2 separate regions of the Mus musculus genome follow, and region 2 is linked to region 1. The links are chromatin contacts, called in public HiChIP or PLAC-seq maps. All regions are on one chromosome and are shown on one strand. The core of a region is the stretch at or near the end of the contact, and the rest is flanking DNA. Distances in the headings are between cores, read along the strand shown. Region 1 holds the start of Selenoi (selenoprotein I). Region 2 overlaps Drc1 (dynein regulatory complex subunit 1).

The links. HiChIP or PLAC-seq counts read pairs in DNA pulled down with a chosen protein or histone mark.
Region 2: a BATF HiChIP or PLAC-seq map of CD8 T cells shows a contact between it and region 1, with 9 read pairs. The contact joins the enhancer-like site here to the promoter of Selenoi in region 1. A contact is called at or near these places in 9 of 39 promoter capture datasets (the C10 cell line, the HPC-7 cell line, cancer-associated fibroblasts and 6 more), 8 of 15 datasets of contacts at CTCF or cohesin (CD8 T cells, the NIH/3T3 cell line, embryonic stem cells and 4 more), 6 of 484 Hi-C or Micro-C datasets (bone marrow-derived macrophages, embryonic stem cells and reprogramming fibroblasts), 49 of 115 datasets of contacts at active chromatin or transcription factors (the 230-238 cell line, CD8 T cells, DN3 thymocytes and 38 more) and 3 of 9 other capture datasets (adipose tissue, liver and pancreatic islet).

Annotation. Positions count from the first base shown.
Region 1 is chr5:30,228,705-30,235,245 of GRCm38.p6, reverse strand. Selenoi (selenoprotein I) reads right to left here and starts at 2,665. Exons shown (of 10, transcript NM_027652.3): 1 at 2,431-2,665. The coding sequence starts at 2,487.
Region 2 is chr5:30,350,828-30,357,863 of GRCm38.p6, reverse strand. It overlaps Drc1 (dynein regulatory complex subunit 1), which reads right to left. Exons shown (of 17, transcript NM_001033460.4): 8 at 2,586-2,725; 9 at 2,118-2,252; 10 at 1,367-1,599. Among named protein-coding and RNA genes, the nearest start is that of Drc1, 73 kb to the right of the region's middle. Within about 2 kb of position 4,068, at least 22 of the 459 cell types and tissues checked have an H3K27ac peak or open chromatin away from gene starts, as enhancers often do. A contact at or near this core is called in the 230-238 cell line, CD8 T cells, DN3 thymocytes and 4 more, where this site is marked.

The DNA.
Region 1 (6,541 bases), core at 1,416-3,915:
TTAAGCAATGGAGCAGAACAACTGTACTTCTAAATTAGCTCATCATATTCAAAGTGAAAATTCAAAAGAAGCCTTCCAGCACCCCTGCACAGAGCTCCTACTACCAGACTTAATTAAAATGCCTTCTATTCCTTTCCATCTTCATTCCTTCAGTATTTTCTGGGCATCTCTTCAGCTCAAGATACTGTGGAGACACTGATCATGTTGAACGAGACAGCTATCAGCCCTGCCCACCTAGAGCTCCTGTCCTAACACACCACCAGCAATTATTAAACTAACTACTGAATAGGACTGTGTTAGACACTTCACCAGAAGACGTACGTATTGAGAGTATATAAAACTGAATCCACCCCAGGCTTTCTTCTGTACTGGAAATCACCTCTTTCTTACTACAGAAACCTAATTACCTCTCTGTGTGCACCCCTCTCAGCAGCTACTATATGCAAGTGCCAGGTTTCCACGTGTAGCTCTCAAATGTACCTCTAGGAAAGATAGAAAAATTAAACTGGTTCAAAAGTAATTTTTTCCACCAGCTGGTATAGGAGTGTCATTTCTTTTCTCTGTATTTTTTTGCTCTGTTATAAAAGGTCACACCCGATTAAAACCTCTTTAAGTATTTTGATTGCATGCTTGGGGGTGGTGTCTTAATCCGTTATAAAGCATGTACTCTCTGAAGACCACACAATGAGAAGGCAATGAGAAAGAAAGGATCTCTGTGTGCAATTTCACGTGCCAACAAAACTGACCACACAGATTTTTCTTTCCCTTTGGATGCCTCTGTTTCATTCTTTTAAAATGAATGTGGTATGGCATCCAGCAGAGAGCCTTCTACTAGAATTTAAGGTTATACATTTGTGATTGATTTTGGATCCCGCCTCCAAAAAAAGCCTCACTGTAACTAGAATAACATCAACATTTTAGTGACTGCTGGGACGATTGCAAAACTGACCTTTGTTTTCCAGAACGATAGGAAACCGGTTGTCAAACACAGGAGCTGAGTCAGATAAGGAAGGGACAGCCACAGAAAACCACACCGAGATGTCCGATAAAATAAGACTTTTATCTAGCTGGGACTATAAACCTAGAGAAGACGGTGAGGAAAACTAGGCTCACTGAATAAAGCTGCCACTTTATAAAAACTTGCTCTAAAAGTCAAGACTCATTTTCGAAGAAAATATTTTGGCTGCCAATCTTTGCAGTGCAGCACAGATAACCAAGAGGGTGATGCAAACACACACAGGAGGTATCTGGGTTAACAGCCTTCTGACCCAAGCCACTAAGAAAGCTCTGCAATTTCTTCCTTCCCAGTTACAGTTTTAAGGTAAGTCACCACCTTAATTCAGAATAGTATGGTCCAACACTGCTTCAAAGAAGAATATCCTAGGGCCTTCTAAAGCCCCTGGGTTTTTTTTTTTCTATTTCAGTTAAACAAAATGAAGATTTTTCCCCCCAAAATATTAATTCATTGCACAAATGTTTCCTGGATGACTACTACCCACAGGACTAGCCTCATCATTTGGACATTCTATTCGGCACACACTAATTTCATAAAGGAACAGATTGCCCTCAAGAAAGGCTTACCAAAGATGAAACACCAAACCTCATTATTTCACATTAAGACACCTGGATGGCCAGTAGTTCCCTGGGGGGACTACTAAATCTGTATTTTGCAACCCCAGAATGCTGGAACCACCAGCATTTCTTGGGGGTTCATGCCGTGCCAGACTCTTTTCAACCCTTTCCAATATACTAAGCACAAGAGAAACTCACACTTAGGCTAAAGAGCCTAAAAGAGAGGCTGAGTAGGGTTTCAACGACTCGTCCAAAGCCAAAAGAAGAAACTTGACTTTGGCATCGCGTTTCTATGTACTCCAAAGCCCGCGCGCTCTTTGCACTATACAGTTTCTTCTAGTGCACAACGTCTTAACCTGCAGTGCCAGCGCTACGAGCCTCAGTGAAAGCCCTTTTCCAGGGGTAGGGTGGAGTGCATCTGCATTAAGGCCTGAAAAAGTCACTTCCCTCCCTTAGCATCCGCTAAAAGACCATCCAGATCTCTGAAGTTGTAAGCACTGAGAGGCATGTGAGAAGCTCATTCAAACGACGACCAAAAGAAGGGAACAACACCCTCTCTGGGAAAGGCTGAAAACCCGCCGCAGTGACAATTAATAAGGAAAAGGAGAGAAAGGAATTTCTTCACCCCACTCTCTAAGGAAAAGGCAGTCTCCCGCGGGGTGCCAAGACCGGGCGGCCGGCCTAGGATGCTCCCAAGCTTCCCGACCGCGACCTCCCGCCCCCAGAATCCCCTTCAACAACGCCCGCCGGCGCGCCACGCGGCAGGCGCAAGGTGACACGGACCGCGCCGGCCCCTCGCCGGCCAGGGCGCGGCCCGGGCGCGGGGGAGATGGGCGACCGCCTGCTCGCCTTCTCTACCTTGTACTTGTCAAAGCCCGACAGCTGCTCTGGGCTCACGTATTCGTAGCCAGCCATGACGACCCGAAAACTGAACGCCCACTCCGCAGCGGCAGCGACACTGCGCGACAGGGCAATGAAACAGGAGCAGCACACGGCGTTGTGCAGAGCTAGGAAAGCCTGGGCTGGTAAAGAAGGTAGAGGCGCGCTCCGCCCACCGCGCACGCGTAGCGCACCCAGTGCGCAAGCGCAGCCCCGCGGCTCCCGCGGGTAGGGACACCGCCCCTTACACGGCCCGCCCCCAGCACCGCCTCAATCCAATCGGCACGGGATGGCCATCGCCAAGTCCCGCCCCTCCTACCGTCTTCGTCGCTTCATTTGCCAGAGTCAAAATAGGTGAACTGAAGTAAGAGGAGGAGTGAAAGGTCAACTTCCCAGCAGCCTTTGCTCTTGTCTCTGCTATAGGAACCCCGAGTGATTGTGTGGGATGCTCGCATAATCTTGTGGCCCGGGTGAGTGTGTACGGGGGCGTTCGAGGGGAAGGGCGGAGGCAGGTGTGTGCCACAGCGGGCTGTGAGCGCCTGGAGCTTCGGGATCCTGAAATGATGATGTCGGGCGAACGGGAAACATCGAGTAATCCAAAGGGACTTGAAAATCAGTCCCTTCTGATCCATGATGCTTGTGAACCTTGGACTGCCTCGTCAAATTCCACTGGTTCAGCCGGTGCGAATTCCAATTGCTTAAGTCTCCTCGATTCCCCCATAAAACCATTGATCTCTCAATCTCGACGGGGCCCTGTGTTTACAAGGAGTGATTTTACAACTAGGGCCCAGTGCATTGTAGAAAGAACACGTCACCAGTGGTTAATATGTGTCTAATAATAGGAAATGTTTAATAATTGCTACTTTTTATTGCGTGCCTTACGTGCAGAGAATTTTGCATACATCATCGCCAACCCATTAACTTTGAGATGAGAGGCATTTGCCCCATTTCCCTTAGCACACAGTCCGGAGTTGTGTATTCTCCAGTACCAGCAAGAAATTCAAATTACAATGCCTATCCAGAAGCACTTATTTGGTTGGAAATGGTTAGCCCAATTAGAAATATAGCCCTATTAGAAACAGATTATCAGTGAGTCTAATAGTTCCCTTGTTCCCTGGAATGAGGGCAATTAATTTGAAATCTCCACTTAAGTTCCTTGGAGTCATTCACTTAACAAATTGCTGTCAGGACCTAAGATATGCTAAGCACAGTTTCCGGCTTTTTTGAGACAGGATCCCATACCAGCTCCTAGCTAGCCTGGAACTCACTATTCAGCCCAGACTAACCTCAGATTCATGACAATATTATCAATATCAAGTGTGAGCCACCACACCCACCTCTAAAATGTACAGTTCTTAATGAGATGATGCATATAAAGTGTCCATTAAACCAACATAAAATCTTTGCTATGTAGTTTTTCTAGTCAATATAAATATGACAAAAAGAATCTTGTCATCAATTTTTTTTTAATATGAGCCTTGCACCATTCCATCTGAAATACAAACCATACTTAAAATACTTTAACTACTTGTGGAAAAACATTTAAAAGTGACAGGATAGGGCTGGAGAGATGGCTCAGCCGTTAAGAGTAATGACTGCTCTTCTGGAGATCCTGAGTTCAACTCCCAGAGGTGGCTCACACCCATCTGTAGCTCCAGTTCCAGCGAATCTGATGCCCTCCTGTGGCCTTCAAGGACACTGCATGCACAGGATGCAGGCAAACACACACCCATACGTGTAAAATAAAAAGTAATTTTTTAAAAACTTACACAACTGCAAACTAATAACAGTACATGAGCTACACATTTATTATCCACTTTACATCGGCTCACAACCCCCCTCCCTCCTCTCTTCCCAGTCCCACCCACCCTTACCAGTCCCTTCCCCATTACCACCCTACCAGAGCTGAGTGTGGCTGTGGACCCCTACAATCCCAGCTTTCTGGAGAGCTGAGGTGTAAGAAGAATCACTGTAGCCAATGTTGACTTAAACTCATGATCCTCCTGCCCCAAAGGCAATCTAGGAAATATTTTTTTAAAGAACAATTTTGAATGTTTTAAAGGACTCTTGTTACCTTTAATTATGTGTGTGAGTATGTGCACGTAAGTATAGGTGCCTGAGGAGACCGGGGCCATCTCGTGTCCCTGGAGCTGGAGTTAGAGGCGGTTGTGAGCTTCAGGACGTGGGTGCTCAGGAGGAACCCTGGTCCTCTCTGCATAGCAGTCAGCACTCTTAACTACTGAGCCATCTCTCCAGCCCCACAGCTTTAAATTTTGTGACAGCGAGTAGTTGCGGTTCACTGCCTCTCCTGTGTGGATGGTTGTTAAAACTTAGAATCAATTATAAATCCTGAGATCTTAAACAGAAATAATACAGAACTTTGTCTGGCCTTTGTCATCTTATACTTGTTATCTGAGGGATCTTCAACAATTCAATTTCACTTTGCCCCAGTTTTTTTTTTTAATTAATAACATGTATTTGTGGGGGAGAGTGAGCATGGATGGATCAGAAGACAGTTTTCCACAGTTGATTTTCTCCTCCCAACTTGTGAGTTGTGGGGAATCTAACTTATGTTATCAGGCTTGGCACCAAAGTGCCTTTACCCTTTAAGCCATCTTGCCAGACCTTAAGGTCTCTTGTGGGAAGCCGCCCCCACATTCGCCGTTACAAGATGGCGCTGACAGCTGTGTTCTAAGTGGTAAACAAATAATCTGCGCATGTGCCAAGGGTAGTTCTCCACCCCATGTGCTCTGCCTTCCCCGTGACGACAACTCGGCCATGGGCTGCAGCCAATCAGGGAGTGATACGTCCTAGGCGAAGGATAACTCTCCTTAAGAGGGACGGGGTTTCGTTTTTGCTTTTGGGGGGCTCTTGCACTCTTGCTCCTGAAGATGTAAATAATAAAGTTTTTACCGCAGAAGATTCTGGTTTGTTGCGTTCTTCCTGGCCGGTCGCGTGAACGCGTGTAAGAGTTGGTGCCGAAATCCGGGAAGAAAGAACCCAGGACGAAAAAACCCAGGACAAGAAAACTCGGGACGGGAGTTAACCATCACCGGCGCAAGGAAGATCCCTCATTCCAGAACCAGAACTGCGGGTCATGGTAATGAAGTGTTCCCATAAAACAGACTGTTGAGAAGGATTCAACTGCATGAATTCAGAACTCTTCAGCTGGGGAACAGGGGTACCAGTGAGTACAGCTTTACAAGGTAAGTCTGGTCTTAAACTTTCTAACGAAATTCAAGACAGTCTATCAGAAGTAAAGTGGGAAATAGCTTTACAAGGTATGTTTGGCCTTGAACTTTTTCTAGTGTTAGGAGCCTTTTTGTTCTTTTTCACATGTTATCAAGTGATTAAGGTAGGGCTAAAAATTCTGGATGAAATTCAGGGCAATCTATCAGAAGTAAAGCGGGGAGAGAGAGTAGGAGCAAAGAGGAAATATGGTTCACAAAATAAGTATACAGGCCTTTCCAAGGGTCTTGAACCCGAGGAAAAGTTTAGGTCAGGTAAGAATACCTGGGGAGAGATTAGAAGGAAGGAAAAGAAAAAAGAAAAAAAAAAAGATCAATTAGCGGAGGTCTCTAGGAGAAGGAGCCTATACTCATCACTAGATGAGCTCAAGGAGCCAGCTCTTAGTAGCTCTGAAGCAGATGAAGAATTCTCCTCTGAAGAAACAGACTTGGAGGAGGAAGCAGCTCATTATGAGAGAAAAGGGTACCAGCCAGATAAAGTGCTAGCTAATCAGTTAAGGAAAAAGCCAAAAGCGGCTGGCGAAGGCCAGTTTGCTGCTTGGCCTCCGGGCAGTCGGCTTCAAGGTGCACTTCCGCCCTATGCGGAGCCCCCGCCCTGCGTAGTGCGTCAGCCCTGCGCAGAGAGGCAATGCGCAGACTCATTCATTCCCAGAGAGGAACAAAGGAAAATACAACAGCCATTTCCGGTCTTTGAAGGAGCCGAGGGTGGGCGTGTCCACGCTCCGGTAGAATATGTGCAGATTAAAGAGCTTGCCGAGTCGGTCCGTAAATATGGAACCAATGCTAATTTTACCTTGGTGCAGTTAGACAGGCTTGCCGACATGGCACTAACTCCTGCCGAC
Region 2 (7,036 bases), core at 2,819-5,318, 120 kb before region 1:
CAAAGTTAAGAGCACTGACTGTGCTTGCAGAGGACATGAGTTCAGTTCCCAGGACCCACATCTGCCAGTTCACAGTCGCCTGTATCTCCAGCTCTAGGAGACCCAATGCCACCCTCCGGCCTCCTCAGGCTCACACGTGTAGCACATACTCACACATCATTTTTGTAATTAAAAGAAGGAAAAAAATACACAAAGAAAAAAAAGAGAAAATACAATTTAAAAAATTAAAAATGTTTTACCCTGTTAACTTTTAATCAGAAAATGGGAGTTCAAATCCTCCTGTAATGGCTGGTAAGATGTCTCAGTAACTAAAGATGCTTGCCGCTAAGTCTGACAGCCTAACCTAGGTCCCTGGGACCTACGTGGTGAATGGAGAAAACCAATTCCTGCGAGTTGTCCTCTGATCCATATATGTGCTGTGGCGTTGGCGTGCAAACACACACACACACACAAATAAATAAATAAATAAATAAATAAATAAATAAATAAATACTTTTAAAAGTCATGTATTACTCAAGACTGAGCTAATGAGCCTGTTGCTGCCTCCCTGTGGCCACCCATGTCTGAGTGTTGAAGAAATCCTGCCGTGTGAGGACGGTTATTCAAAGAACATGATCATATCTATGGGCTGGCATATGCCTGTAATCCTAGAACTTGGAGCGTCAGGAGTTCAAGGCCAGCCTTGGCTACTTGGAGTTTGAGAGGCCAGTGTGGGCCACATGAGAGATTCTGAGAGTTGGAGATAGGATACACTGCTGAGAATATGGAAATGACCACATATCTGTGTAGTAATTTCCAACAAGATAACAAAAGCCGATAACCCAACAAACCTACTTGGGGCGATCTGTACCAACCACTATCCAACAAAGAAAATGAAAAGACAAACAAGCAAGTCTATTCATTCAGGCGCACACACAATCCCCAAAGTAAACACACAACTGCAAAGAGCTCAGGGCTGGTCAGAGGGCTGTCGGAGGGAGCTCGGGCACACAGTCCATGTGGAAAGGAAGCCAGTGTTTGCGACAGTAAGATAATGGGCAATTGAACTTCAGAGTGTGCCTAATGTGTATGAGGCGCTGGGTACCACAAACAAAATAACTGAGGGGAAAGAGTATGTTTTTATTTATTGTACGTGGGAGCCCACATGTGTGGAGGTCAGAGGTCAGTTCTCTCCTTCTATCATGTGGGTTCTCAGGTTTGAACTCAAGAGAGTCAAGCTTGGCGGCAAGCTCCCTTACCCGCTGAACCCTCTCACTGGTTCAGTACTGAGCATCTCCCCTGCTGTCCCCATGTAACATGAGCGCATTGACCTACACTCTCAGAGGGACCCTCCGCGCTACACCTTATTGACTCCGTTTCTCGTCACCTGTCTGCAACAGCAGTTCCTCCAGTATTTGTGTGACTGACTTCTGCTGCTGCAGGGAAATCGGCCCCACGTTATTCAGGAACCACAAGTCAGGCATATTCCAGGGTAAGCCCAGGTGCTGGGAATGGATGATCCTGTCCACATCAAAGGCTCTTTGTGCCAGTTCCTTCGCCTCTGCTTCATTCATCAGCCAAATCTCCCGAAACTTCTCCTCATCGATGATGATGAAGTGTCTGTGAAGGAAGGGAAGGCACTGAGCACAGCAGCTGACCTCAGCAATCCCCGGCCTTCTCAGTCCTGTGAGCTATGGGTGTCGCCCCCCCCCCCCCCATCTTCCGAGGGACTGTCTTCTGCCACCTTTCTGAACACCCTGTTCTGGCTGGCTCTCTAGCAGAGTGACCTTCCTATGACTTTAGCTCTGATGTCATCCCTTATGAGTGTCACTTTGTCACATGCTGGAGACTGGAGCAGCGGTGTCTTAGCCGCAGTGCCCCCAGTTGTTAATAGGATGAGAACATTAAGAAGAATCTCAAATCCCCAACACCCGGCCTGGGATAATATGCAGCTGTCTCAACAAGGAATAGGGTGGACTAGTGACACACACGAGAAGGTCCTAAGCGTTGGGCTGGCTCAAAACAAGCTGCTGAGCTCATGTCTAGTGAAATCACTGCTACTGAGCCCCTGCCAAGTCGCCCTCCCAACCACCACCACCCGTCCAAGGCAGGTCCTAAAGACTCAATCGCCAGGACACCTCAAGGCTTTCTGTAGGTCCTTGAATTGCGTCACAAGCCGTTTGTAGTCGGAGGTCAGGGACTGGTTGTCATCCTGAAACTGCCGTATCTGCTTGGTGTATTTTGTTCTCAGATTGTTGACGACATCGTGCAGGCTGAGAGGAGGAAAGCAGAGTGGGGCAGCTGAGCCCACTGGATGAAGGTGACCCCTCGCGCTTGTCCCCTCTCACCATGGCCTGACTTTTTCTCCCCCTTCAGAAGAAAAAACCATTTACCCATGCCTGGGGGCCACCACAAAAGGTCCAGAAAGCAAGCCGGTCTACCCACCCACTCAACACCCGCCCATCCACTCACCACCTGCTCACCCGGGCATTTGCCACCCGCCCACCCACTCCCCACTCCCCACCCACTCACCACCTGCCTGCCCACTCACCACTCCCCTCAACTCACCACTGGCCCGCCCACTCCCCACCCACACTCCGGCTCACCGGTTCAGTTTCCTCTTCTGCTGGGACTTGATCACTGTGCTCTCTTCATCTCTCTTCTTCAGGACCTGAAAGTTGTACTCCAGCTTCTCTTGGTTTAGCTGGTAAGTTGCTTTCATCTGCTGAAGCTGTTGCTCAAGAATCTGGTGTAAATTTTAAAAGTAAATACACAATACACGCATGTATGTCTACATGCATAGGTACACACATACATGCATGAATACACACATCTATACATGCATAGCCCAGCTCTGCAGCAGTCTAACGCCTCTGGCCACCACTCACATGCATGTATCCACACAGACACACACACACAGAGACACACACACAGAGGCATACACACACAGAGACACATACACAGACACACACACGCACAGACACACACATATACATACACACACAGAGGCATACACACACAGACACACACAGATACATACACACAGGCAAACACACACACAGACACACAGAGACTTAGACACACACATACACACAGACACACACATACATAACTGAAAATAAAATACAAATACTTTAAGTAATATGAGGAAATTCTATATTGGTAAAATTCTTTTATACTGTTACTAATCCCAAAAAATGTTATTAGTAAAAGTATAAAATAATCTTACATATTCTTTAATCACATAGTAAATAGCTGTTCACCATATAACAATGTTTACCACTTCCCTATAGCTGTGTTTGCTGTTTGATCATTCTCACTACTATAAAATAATGCTAGTATAAATTACACATATAACATGCAGCCTATGACAACCTAAAATTCACTACCTAGGCCAGGCTGGCCTGAAACTCATAGGAATTCACCTGCCTCAGCCTCTCAAGAGCTGTAATTATGGGCATGAGTCACCATGCCAAACACAATCTCTACAAATACACCCCAAAAATTGAACCATGGGCTTATTGCCTGCTAGGCAAGCACTCCCTCGCCAAACAACCTCCTAACACCCTGCCTCGAATCCTCTCCCCTCCCCTCCCCTCCCCTCCCATCCCCTCCCCTCCCCTCCCCTCTCCTCTCCTCTCCTCTCCTTTTTTTTTCTTTAATTTTCTTTTTCAAGACAATTTTTCTCTGTGTACCTCTGGCTGTCCTGGAACTTGCTCTGTAGACCAGGCTGGCCTCAAACTCACAGAGTTCCACCTGCCTCTGCCTCTCTGCCCCTTTCTGCCCCTCTCTACCCCTCTCTGCCCCTCTCTACCCCTCTCTGCCCCTCTCTGCACACCTCTGCGCCTCTGCCTCTCTCTCTCTCTGTCTTTCTTCTGCCCCTCTGCCCCTCTGCCCCTCTGCCTCTGCCTCCTGAGTGCAGAGATTAAAGGCATACACCACCACCACCCAGCACGTCTTATTTCTTAGAAGTGAAATGATTAGGTCCAAGGTTCTCAGAAAACTGGCTTTGCCAAGAGCAGTGTGTGGTTTGTGCTCCACAGGTGGGGAGTCCTGTCCCCACCCACCCCTGTCACCACGCCCTGTCAGCACTGAGCTCCTTTCAGAACAGCCTCAGAGAAGACACAGGTGTGACAGACAGGCAGGGAGCTGCCAGGGCCTACATCTCCTCTTCCGACCACATCTAACATTTGGTGTTAAGAGTTCTAACAAGAAACAAGAGCCCAAAGGACCCATGGAAGATGCTCAGGGGAGGATTAGTTCAGGTGTGATGACCTGGTTTGGTTCAGTGTGGCTCCTGAGAACAATTCTTTTGTCTTTGATGGAAACCAGTCACATTCCAAACACGACCTTTTGGGGCATAGCCCAGGAGTCTGGATCAGAACCCAAGCCACGTGTGCTCAGGGGCTGGCCAAGGACCAGTGAGATAGCTCAGCACACAAGTCCAGGAGAAAAGTTCCATGTTGGATGAGTTAACATGAAGAAAGGCATGACCACACAGAGTGGAAGGCCTCTGGAGCCACTTGGAACTAGAGGTGACAACAGTGGCTCTTCTGATCCTCTCTGGGACAGAGAGTGCAGAGTGTCTGTGTGGTGGTGTCCCGACAGCCCCTGTGCTCCCCACAACTCTGCAGTGAGACAGGTCAGCACTCTCCAAACCTCTCAAGCCACAGCATGTGTTTATATCCATACTACAATGAGCATGTGATCCTTGCATTCAAATTATCACATGCAAATATCATTCTTAAAGGAAGATTTATCAAAAAAATTATTTTCCAATGTACATTTAAAAATATATTTTGCCTTCTGTGATGGTTTGAATATGGTGGCCCAGGGAGTGGCACTATTAGGAGGTGTGCTCTTGTTGGAGTAGGTGTGGCCTGGCTAGAGAAAGTGTGTTACTGTAGGGGTGGGCTTTAAGAACCTCATCCCAGCTGCCTGGAAGCCAGTCTTCTCCTGTTTGCCTTCCGAACAAGATGTTGACCTCTCAGCTCCTCCTGCACCATGCCTACCTGGATGCTGCCATGCTCCTACCTTGATGATAATGGACTAAATCTCTGAACCTTGTAAGCCAGCCCCAATTAAATGTTGTCCTTATAAGAGTTGTCCTGGGGCCGGGCATGGTGGCACACGCCTTTAATCCCAGCACTTGGGAGGCAGAGGCAGGTGGATTTCTGGGTTCGAGGCCAGCCTGGTCTACAGAGTGAGTTCCAGGACAGCCAGGGCTACACAGAGAAACCCTGTCTTGAAAAACCAAAAAAAAAAAAAAAAAAGAGTTGCCCTGGTGGTCATGGTATCTGTTCGCAGCAGGAAAATCCTAACTAAGGCACCTTCGTTTTTTAAAAAATCCAGGACCTGTACATATGGCCATCCTTTAAGATATGTTTAAGGGGTGATGGAAAGAAAGAGAGAAATAACTTCTGGAAGTCATTTCTGGTCCTACATATCCTCTGGTATCTATCCCTACACCATGATGCACTGGCACATGTGAGTGCACACAGACAGACAGACACACACACAGGAACACTTCCAGTACCACTTTTTTAATGTGTATGTGTGAGTGAGTGCATGTATGTATGTGTACCACGTGCAGGTGAAGGCCACAGCCTGGATTCCAGGAAACTGTGGCCACCATGTGGGATGCTGGGAACCAAGCCCAGCTTTCCACAGAGCAGCAAGCGCTCTTAACCCATAGCTGTCTGGGCACCACAGTTAGCATCGTGAACCACTTCCAGTGTCTCACTTCACTGAACACAGTGCAGAAACCTTGGAGCCGAACGACTTGGGTCATGTTTTTCTTTTTCAATCTGGAAAAATTTAATAATATGCTGATTCTATAAGCAAAGCCCCCATACAGCATCTATCAGCAGCCTGTCATGCCAGTGGCAGTGACCGATGCCTTGGGCACAGCCAGTGTCCTGAGTGTACAACACCACCCCAGCCCATTGGGCTTCACCAGATCTCAGATGCAAGACAGTTCCCACTGGGATCCCAGAGGCAGCAGCATATGGGGGTTGTTGACAGTGTAGCCCAAAATCCTACACAACTCACAGAAGACTGTGTCTCCCACAATCCACGTCTGCAGGGCACAGTGACATGATTATGCAGCAGATTGTTGGTTTCCTCTCTATGTTTAACAAACTTTTAACACCAGTGTCCAACTGTCAGTCAGCTCAGGTTTTAGTCTCAACCCAGCCATCCTTGACTGATATATATTAAGCATAGATTATTGTTGCTTATTTGCTTGTTTTCTGAGAAGGGTCTCATGGAGCCTAGGCTGGCCTTCAGCTCCCTATGTAGCCAAAGATGACCTAGAACTGCTAATCCTTTTTCTTCCACCCTGTAATGTCTGGGATACAGGCATTTGCCCTGGGATATCGCATCCTTGACTCCATTCCCCAGCCACTGTCCTGGCACATGTTCAGTGTTGTGTGATTAACATCCTAGTATTAAAGACAGCAGCTCTCAGTGAGAACTGGACTCACAGTTTTAAGTGAGCACGGGCCAGCTGGGCCTAGTAGCATAGGCTACAACCTCAGCTACTCCAGAGGCTAAGGCAGGGGTGTCACAAAGCCAGCCTGGGCTAACTTGAGACTATCTCAAAAAGTAAGAGAGAGGCTGGGGACAAAACTCCATGGTACAGCATTCACATAATGTGCATGAGGCCCTAAATTCAACCTCCAAAACAATAGATGATAGACTAGTGAGGTAGATGATAGATAGATAGATAGATAGATAGATAGATAGATAGATAGATAGATAGGTCAGTAGAGCATGAGTTAAACTAAGCCAGGCATGGTGGCACACACCTTTAGTCCCAACATATTTGGGAAGCAGAAGCAAGTGGATTTCTGTGAATTCGAGGCCAGCCTGGTCTACAGAGCAAGTTCCAGGACAGCCAGGGCTACAAAGAGTAACCCTGCCCTCCAAAAAACAAAACAAAACAAAACAAAAGTCTGTTCAAGGTTTACAAATAAGTAATTTTTAAAAAGAGTTAAACTAATAGGTTGGAGAGAGATGGTTCAGTGGTTAGAGCACTGTCCCTTCCTGCAGAGAG